2 separate regions of the Mus musculus genome follow, and region 1 is linked to region 2. A link is a contact called in public HiChIP or PLAC-seq data. All regions are on one chromosome and are shown on one strand. Each heading gives the region's core, a stretch centred on a gene start, on an enhancer-like site or on the middle of the called end of the contact. The rest is flanking DNA. Distances are from core to core; before and after follow the strand shown. Region 1 overlaps 2210408F21Rik (RIKEN cDNA 2210408F21 gene). Region 2 overlaps Lncpint (long non-protein coding RNA, Trp53 induced transcript).

Region 1 (4,656 bases), core at 6-2,505, 210 kb before region 2:
AACCCAGTTTTCTCACCAACAGTGACCTAACTGTATTAGTTATCTCATTACTGTGACAAAACGTTGACAGGCAACTTAATGAAGGAAGGGCTTACAGTTCTAAAGGACACAGTCCACAAGGATGGGAAGGCACAGCAGCAGGTGCTTGAGGTGGGCGGTCACACTGCACCCACAGTCAGAATGCAGAGACAGATGGATACTGTGTTTAGTCTCAGATGATGCCAGCTCCTGGGGTGGTATCACCTGCCTTGAGGGTGAATCTTCCACTCTCAGTAAAGCTGATCTAGATAACCTCTCACTGACAGAGCCAGGCTGATTCTAAATCCCACCAAGCTGACAATTAAGATTAACAGTCACACTAACCATCATTCTGCCAGCAGAAAACTCTGCAGGAAGACCATACTGTTCAATATCTTTAGGGCATGCTATATAATCTGTTGTCCCCTGTAGGAGGCTTGGTCCCCAGTGTGGTGGTAATGAGGTGGTAGGGCCTAGCAACAAATAATCAGAGCTTGGGGACATTTCCCATGTAAGCAGATTGATGCTGCTTTACTGAATCCCACCTTGCCATGTGACCTCCTCTACATGCACATCCACCGTTGTGAAGCCATCTACAATGAGGTCCAACAGACCAAGCACATGCCAGTATCATGCTCTTGAGTGACTAGACTCCTGAGCTAAATAATACAGAGTATCCTGCCTCCAGCATTTTGTTATAGTAACACAAAATGACCTGATGTATAGTCTAATGGGGAGTTGTTACTTAACCAAAATAAAATTTTGGAAGTAATAATAATGAAGGATGCACAAAATTGAAAGCATACTTTTTAAAAACTGTGCCACTCGGACCCCACTGCTGACATATTCCAAGCTCATGCTGTGCCAATGGCCTACACCCCCAGTCCAAGATCATGTGTGATCTTTATGCCATTAAATTGTATATTTAAAAATGTCCAGTGATGACACACACCTTAAATCCCTATACTGGGGAAGCAAACGAAGGCAGATCTCTTATTTTGAGGCCAGCCTGATCTACAGAGTGAGTTGCTGGACAGGTGGGGGCTGTTACACAGAGAAACTCTGCCTGGAAACAAACAAACAAACAAACAAACAAACAAACAACCCCCCCCCCAAAATATCCAAAGGTAAACTTCATGCTATGTCTATTTTAACACACACACACACCACAAATGTGAGTGTCATTGCTGCTGGCTTCCTTTTTGCTAGTGTTTGCTTTGAGATAGAATGTCACGTGGCTGCAGCAAGCTCTGAGTCACTCACCACCTGACCCCCATCTCCTAAGCTCTGGAAGCTTCCCTCTGTGCTCTCTGTGAACAGTAATTTTCAAAATGCTTCCCAATATCCAGTTTGGGGCTCTGCCAGCATCTGAATTTTTTTCCAGAGCCAGGCTTAGGTTTCCTGAATATTTTTGCCATTCCTATGACAAATGAAAAGGAGATTAGCTCCCCCAGCTGCTGTCTGTGTCTCTGTCAGTCGGAAGAGATACGGAGCTACTTGAGAGCTCAAGGATCCAGAACTACTTGGGCTGGGTGTCTGCATATTTAGAGTTAGCCTGAATTGGTGTCTGCTTCCTTGTGCTCTTGCTAAGTGGGAGCTAGCAGGATCCTGATTTGTTAAACTTAATCCAGAATTATGACAACAAAACCTCAATTAGCTGCCAATACTTTGGGCATCTTTTCCTGATCGATAACACCTTTTTCCTGTTAGCTCGATACAGCCTTGTGACCCAAGGCTCTGGAATGGATCAACACGCCTACGCCTGCACACAGCTCTGTGTCTCCATGGAAACAGCTTGTCAGGCCCTGCTTGGCTGCAGGTACTGAAGACCTCTCATTTGCAGCCTGGGTTCCACACAGATTCGGTCTTAACAATCTGGCAGGTGTTAAGAGCCCCATCCTCTCTAGCTGCCAGGGTCTGACCTCAGCGTGAAACCTTTCTGCATTGCATGGCGAAGTCCCCAGCTCCAGTGACATATAGGTGGTCCTCAGGGGGAATGGAAGGGTCTCTGCCCTAGGCTCCTCCCAACAGGTCTTCCTTCCTTGCCATTATCCCTCACCTCCACCCACAAAAGCCTGGAGTCATCCGAATGCCTCTGGCCTTCCCGGGAGTGCTTCTCAGACCCTCCTCTCTGCATCCCTGCTGCCCCTGGCAAGCCTGGACCCATATCATTTCCTTTTCGAGGTACTGTAATTCCTCCACACTGGCCCTAGGACTACTGGGCACCCATTTTCCATCGTGCAGTCACTTTCTGGAAACATATCATAATAGCATATCATAAAAAGAGGCTTTGGAGGTCAGGAGATGTAGGACAGAGGGAGACTGAATAACAGATACGGGCTAGAAAGCAATGATAACATAACAGGGTGAATACAGTTTGTACAACTTACTCCACACTTACAAAGAGCTAGAAGAGAGGCCTTTGCAGGCTCCAGACACAAAGACATGACAGATGTCCAAGAAGACGGAAAGGCCAATCCTGCTGACTTGATGTGTGCACACTGCATGTATGGATCATGTGATGTGTGCACATTGCATGTATGGACTGAATCATCACACTCTACCCTATAAACATAAACAGTTATGACATGCCAATTAAAATAAGTTAAAAATAAGATATCAGAGCCCAAATGTCAAAACTTGAATACACTCATCAGATTTTTTTCTTTTGTGTGTATTAATTCCCATATAATGCAATGCAGAAGGAATATAACTTGAGTACTCCAAGAACTCTGAGATGTTTTGTACTTGGGCTGGACACCATGTGTTAGGTGTTCTAGAAACGGAATTGACTAGGAACAGAGTCCTAACTTTAACTAACTTGTAACTTCCTCTAGGATTCTGGTTATGTCTGGTGGGAAAGTCTGAGTCAGGATGAAGCTGATTTCTTTTATGAAATGCTCATCTTGCTTTAAAATTTATTAAATAAAAACCCCAAAATATTATTAATGAGAAATAAAAGAAGTAACTTATAATTTTCTTGAGAAACATTTGTATAAAGTTTGATTGAAAACAAAATATGGGACTGGGACTGAAGCTGTGTGGTACATGGGTGAGGAGGCTCAGTCCCTAGAGTATGGGGACACACACACACACACACACACACACACACTTACATGCCCAAAAAACATCAATATCCTTCCTTCATACTAGGACAGTTAGTGGCTCCCACTGCACTAAGGTAGACTTCAGACCCTGTAAAAGACAGCAAGACCATGCTGTTATGGACTGAGCCAGCTCACTTCCCTGACACATCCTCTCTTCTCCTTTTCCCTGAACATTCTGACAGCGGCTGCTCTGCACCTATGCTCCTCCCCGGCCTCTGCAACTTGGCACTACAACCTGCTCCTGGCTCTGTGGTATGGCCTCTTCTTGCCTGTCCTCATTTCTTTTCTGTTACTGGGATCAAATGCTTTGACCAAAAAGCAACATATGGGGAGAAAATGGATTTTGTTTTCTTTTGTTTTTCTTTTGGCTCACAATTCCAGGTTATAGTCTATGACTGCAGGGGATTCGAGGCAGAAACCTGAAGCAGCTAGACACGTCACATCCTCAGTCAAAGCAGAGGAAGACTGGACAGTGCTTGCTTAGCTTGTGCTTGCTGGCTTGTGCTCAGCTCCCTCTCTGTGTTTATTCTTTCTAAGACCCAAACCCAAGGAAGGGTGCTGCCCCCATCCAGGGTGGGCCTCCCCCTGATGAATGCACTTAGGAAAAATCTGTCACAGGTGTGCCCTCTGGCTAACCTGATTGTGCTAATTACTTTTCTTTTGCTGTAGTTAAAACACCATGATCAGGGTCTAGAGGGATGGTCCAGTGGTTAAGAGTACCTACCAGCTGCTCTTCTAGAGGACTGGGGTTCAAGTCCCAGCACCCACATGGTGGCTCACAACTATCTGTAGCTACAGTTCCAAGGAATCTGACACTCTCACACAGACATATATGTAGGCAAAACACCAATGCACACAAAATAAAGATAGTTTGTTTTTTGTTTTTTTTTTTAAGCATGAGTCATTCAATTTATAGAAGAGTTTACTTGGGCTTCTGGTTGTTGAGGTATAAGAGTCCATCCCACCAGGGAATCTTGGCAGCAGCTGTCAGATATGGCGGCAGGAACATCTGAAGACTCACATCTCGAGCAGCAAGCTGTAAGCAGAGAGAACGGCTTGGAAGTGACATGAGTAAATTATACTCTCAAAGCCTACTCTAGGACATACAAAACCACATCTCCTGAACCTCCCAGACAGCACCAGGCTGGAGATCACGTGCTCAGACATCTGAGCCTATGGGGGGACATTCCCATTCTGTCCCATTCTGCCCCCAACCACCACACTGAGCTAGGGAACCTCTCATGAAGACTCCCTTCCAGATGTAGTACATTGTGTTCTCCAAAGTAACCACCATACCACCCTTTTGTACAACTTCTGGCACATTTTGGGAGACTATGCTCTCAGCTCTACAATGTCTAGGGTTTGTTTGTTTGTTTGTTAATTGTCTCTCCCACATTCTCCTACTTACCTTTCTCTTGTGGACGGCAAGGCTCAATGCCCACCACAGTTACTAAGATTCCAGCTGCACAAAACAAAGAATGGGTGAAGCCTCTGGAATAGAAATGTGACCCACTCTGATGGTGAACAGGTC
Region 2 (4,973 bases), core at 69-2,568:
CAGGCACATAACACGTTTAAAAAAAATTTTTAAAAGAAATATAGGAAGATGGTGTCATTTCAGATATGTGTCCTGAGTGGGTTTTTTTTAAATCTCAATTTACAGAATTTTTATGTCCACAGAGTGTTGGAAGTAGTTAGGTACTCAGAGCAAGCACCACTTGTGTAGGGCATACATTCACTTGGATGCCTGTTGCCCGAGTCAGGTAGCTGAGTTGGGGAGTCCATGTAGAACTCATTATATAAAGTTGTTGATTTAAAGCCTATAGCGCAGCGCATCTGTCCGGTTCCCGCGCCTTTTCCTCGTGCACATCCTTTGGCAGCGTGTCTTTTGTTTCCCCAGGCACACAATCTTCTAATGCAGCCTGTGAGTGGCAGCCCCTTTGACATAGGTCACCCAAGACCATCAGAAAACACAGATATTTACATTATGACTCCTAACAGCAAAATTACAGTTATGAGGTAGCAACAAAAACTAATTTATGGTTGGGGGTCAGCACAACATGAAGAACAGTATTAAAGGGCCGCAGCATTAGGAAGGTTGGGAACCACTGCTCTGACATAATGTTTGGATTCAGTCTCAAACACTGACTGCTCTTCCTCCGGCATTTGTCAGCTTGGATTTTACCCCTCTAGCATGGAGGTGGGGGTTGGGGGGAGGGCAGGCACAGGCAACTCAACCTGACTCTCCTTTCACAAAAGTTACAGATGCTCTACGTGGGGTTGTCCTGATGACTAGAGTCAGAGAGAAATCACCCAATGGTGTCTGCGGTCAGCAGTGTTAGTTCTCTAGACAGGCAAATGGCCCTAAATGGTAAAGTGCAGGATAAAGACCCAGGATGCTTGGATGAGGGGCACACTCTTGGGCCCCACAGAGGCATCAACACAGGTTGTTCAAGAACACATTGAAACATTTGTTTATGAAGGCTGGGTTACACCTTTGTTTCAGCTCTTGTTAGTTTTTCAACAAAAGTTAACATTTCCTTTTTTATAACTTTCCCACCTCCATGGAATCCCCAAACCATGGCCCCGGCCTCTTAGCCTGAGAGTGTGGTACCTGCCTGCCTGTACCTACTTCAGACTCACCAGCAGTCATATACAGAGAGCAAGCTCTGGCATTGGTGTGGGATACGTTGGTAAATTGCCGGTGTCGACATCATAATTCTCTCTCGCCTGGCGGAGGAGCCAGCTCTCCTTGTGGTTGGCTGTGGTTTCCTCTGGGCTGGGGAGAGTGGCAGGGAAACAACGAACCCTGTCTAGTTTTGACTCTGCCCGGGTGTAATGCATCCTGCGGCTCTCCTGAGATGGGCTGTGAGAGGCTTACCAGAAGGTTGGCAAATGAGACTTCCACACGCCTCAGCACCCGGTAGCCAATGGCTTGCTGAGCCAACATAGATTACCCCCTTGTGGTTTCATTCATCAAGGGGATCCCCGGCTTCATCAGAACACAGCCATGACTCTTCCCTGCCTCCTCCAGAAAAGCAAGTGCGCACATCTTGCCCTAAGAAGAACTCGGGGTGCCCTGGGTAAGCAGAAATGGGAGGGATCCTCCCCTAGTTTCCTCTGTGTGGATTGGGGGTGTTAGGGAAAGAAGCTCAGAGCTGCTTTTCTTTGAGTTTTCTTTTTTTTTTTTTAACCCAACTGCTATTCAGCGTTTCCTTCTGTCTCACCCTCTTCATGTGTAACCCACCTTCATCAAGTTGTACTTTCAGTTTCACATTTTAAATTACAGGATTCCTCTTTTCCTTGTGCATTTGAAAGGTTTTTGTAAACTAAGTAGCCACAGTTACTAAGTTACTAATTACGCCTAGTTCCTGGTTCTAAACCAGTTTTTAGGAAGTTTTTAGGAGGTGCTTTCACAGCTAGGCAGAGGGGAACGATCCCTGTAATGAGTTTAGGAACTGATGGTAACATGTCTGTCCGGCTTGCCCGTCTCAGAGGCCAACCTCGGAAAGAACACTGCTGAATCTTTTCTGGTGAAGTCAAGATCTCTCTTCCCCGTCTGTTGGTCTGTTTTCTGTCGGCCAAGCAGCTCATCCCTGTCTCTGGGCGTGGGCTTTGGTCTGTGTACATTCAGTGTGGTGGCATTTTTCTAGAAGAAGTGACTAAATCTTCTTGGATGAATTCTCTCTTTGAACGAGGTGGTTGGTTGCATCAGAGAGGCATTTACAGTAAATGGCTCCCCCTTCCTGTGCTGGCCACATGCGAAAGAATGCTCTAATTCTTGTTTTGAGGAAGCAGGAGCTATACAGCTCTGAAAACTCCCTGGTCTCATTAAATAGCCAGATTTGAATCTTAAAATTTTTTTCAAGTTGGAATCACTTTGTGCTCCCTAAATAAATGGCGCAGAGAGAGAAAGCTTTCCACTCCCGAATTCTGTCTGGAGCGCCTGATAGTTCCCAGTTCAGAAAGAGGAAATGGCATTGAATATAGATGTAGTGACGAAGGTCTAAAGTAAGTTCTTCACAGCCATTTTGTATTCCGGCCATCTGCTTCTTAGGTGTATGGGTGCTTGGTCTTTGGTGCCCTGGTTCTCAGTGCGATCCCGTAGCTCTTTGCCGAGGTTCTCAGGAAGCAGGTCTTCCCCCTAGTGGAAATGCGTGAGGGCGCTCTGGCTGTTCTTTGAGGGAACTTTAAGGTGCAAGCCCCATACAAGAAAACGTACGCAGTATTCCAAATGAGTTTATGTTAGGTGTTCATGTAGTCACCAATTAGTTTATAATTTTTTAAGCCTAGATTTAACTTTACATTTTTATAATACAAAACTATTTTGTATTTTTGTAATTCACAGAGTATATTATCTTTCATTTTGTTGTCTAACAGTGGTTCACCCTTTTATCTGACTACTTTAAAAACTTAAAAATCCACTTACTTATGTGCCCACGCGCTATGGCACATGCGTGCTGTGCACGTGTGGAAGTCAGAGGACAATATACAAGAGTCAGGTGTGGTTTTCCACCTAACTTTGAGTTCTTGCATGGAGCTCAGGACAGCAGACTTGGCAGTGACTTGCAACATACTGCCATCATGCTGGCCTGTCTGTCAGCTCAAACCCAAGTAAGTTACAAGGGCCTCTTTATTTCTGTATTGAAATATAAATATTTTACTTATACATTGCTTTTCTCCTTTATATTGAATTTAGGGAATTGCCCTAGCCTTTTAAAAGCTATTTATACACTTGTTGATATTACTGTTGAGTAGTATTTTGGAACAGTACCACGTGATAGAGCTTATTATTATTATTTCATTAATAGAAAGGGGGGCTTTGGAGGCCAGGGCCATTGCTCAGTATAAAATAGGGAGGAATGTACTGCTGTAATCCCAGTGCTCCTGTGGAAACGAGTCCCAGCCGCTAGCCTGGCACATAAAAATGGGCAAATATTGAGGTAGAAGGTGAGGACCTACGGCCGAGGTTGTTCTTTGACAGCATATTCGTGCCCGGTAACATCTGTGCATTCACACACACACACACACACACACACACACACACACACACACACACAGAGGAGGACCCCGTGCTGAGCAGGGTTTTGAACCACTGACCTCACTGCTCCTGCTGTTTCCACAGGAAGGGCAGTGTAAGGAAAAACAGGTATGGAGAGAAGTTTATCCATCACGGTGTAAACTAGCCGAGGAGTTAAAAATAAACACAGATTTTCTTGCAGTGGGACATTGTGTCCCTGCCTTCTTACCGTGAACCTGTTCAGTGTGTGCCATTTGAACTTGAGACAGTCCCATGCAGCCTAGCACAGCACAGGGAAGGGACTGACTGTATAGTCGAATGACTCTCCTGGGATCAAAGCTGTGTGAGTAGGCTGACCACCACAGTGGTTTCTGGTGCTTCCTCTTGGGCTCGTGATTTTTAATTTCCTAGGCCTTTTATTTGGATAATGTCTTGATATTGTATGGGTGTAATTATTTTTCTCAATTCTTTTTGGATTACTAGTGGAAGATTTTATTTTGCTCTTTGCTGTCCTCAATTTTCTGTTGTTTCCAGGGTCTTTTTGTTGTTTATCTTGTTTATTTTTGATGTCGATGTCTCTGTCTGTGTGTGTGTTGGAAGGGTGCCTCTCCCACATGGGTGGTCTCCCTGTATTGTGCTATTGGAGAACTGCTGAGAGTTGGGGGGAGCAGGCTTTATTTGGGAGTTCTCATGGCCATGTGAGTGGTTCAGTCCTCACGAGGCTTTTACTTAGAGAGTCACCTCCCTGTTTTCATCACCTGGGGTGGGGTGAAGTCAACACAGGAGACCTGCTTGTGTGACACCAGACACTGTCATTACCTCCTTCCATTCTTCTGACCACTTCTATCCCATACTACACTTGCGTCCTTTGAACTTGGAGCCATATAGAGGTTCTGAATAAACTCGCTTGGCCTCCTCTGTGTCTCAGACAGAGGCCAGGACAAGAGCTGCCTCTGCTTAGCATATTGGGTTTCACTTCACCCTCCAGACATTTGAGCAAATTTCTCCACTCTGGAGAGTGTGTGTGTGTGTGTGTGTGTGTGTGTGTGTGTACAGAAGGGGGGAGTGTGTGTGTGTGCCAGGATAAAGAGCAAGAGTACCTCTCAGTGATGGATTCATACCTCTCATGTAGCACAGCACCCCTGAAGCATACCCCATCTTAAAATGGCAAGTCTCTCTACTAGTTATCAGAATTAAATCGGAACAGTTAGCCAGATGTGTTAAGTTTTCTTTAGTGTGACAAAGTATCCAAGATAATCTAGTTTCTAAGGAAGGGAGAGCACTTGGCCCATGCTCTGATTTATAGTCGGGTCTGCCTATTGTTTAGGGTCTGTGTTGAAGCAGCCACATAGTTGTGGAGTTGCTGACCTCATGGTGACTAGGAAGTGAAAGAGAGCAGTGTTATGAGTCCAGCATAATCCTTCATGAGCTTATCCGCAGTGCTCTAGTTTCCGTCTCTTAGACTCCACCTCCTGAAGGCTCTGTCTCCAATGTGTGTCATTGAGGACTTA

The links. HiChIP or PLAC-seq counts read pairs in DNA pulled down with a chosen protein or histone mark.
Region 1: an HNF4G HiChIP or PLAC-seq map of pancreatic cancer cells shows a contact between it and region 2. The contact joins two enhancer-like sites. A contact is called at or near these places in 2 of 115 datasets of contacts at active chromatin or transcription factors (bone marrow-derived macrophages and pancreatic cancer cells) and 1 of 9 other capture datasets (embryonic stem cells).

The regions. Positions count from the first base shown.
Region 1 is chr6:31,336,735-31,341,390 of GRCm38.p6, reverse strand. 2210408F21Rik (RIKEN cDNA 2210408F21 gene) reads right to left here. Exons shown (of 6, transcript NR_040262.1): 5 at 4,534-4,587; 6 at 3,996-4,161. Among named protein-coding and RNA genes, the nearest start is that of Mkln1os, 60 kb to the left of the region's middle. Within about 2 kb of position 1,255, at least 61 of the 459 cell types and tissues checked have an H3K27ac peak or open chromatin away from gene starts, as enhancers often do. A contact at or near this core is called in bone marrow-derived macrophages and pancreatic cancer cells, where this site is marked.
Region 2 is chr6:31,123,001-31,127,973 of GRCm38.p6, reverse strand. All of the region lies in intron 3 of Lncpint (long non-protein coding RNA, Trp53 induced transcript), which reads left to right. Among named protein-coding and RNA genes, the nearest start is that of Mir29b-1, 62 kb to the right of the region's middle. Within about 2 kb of position 1,318, at least 247 of the 459 cell types and tissues checked have an H3K27ac peak or open chromatin away from gene starts, as enhancers often do. A contact at or near this core is called in bone marrow-derived macrophages and pancreatic cancer cells, where this site is marked.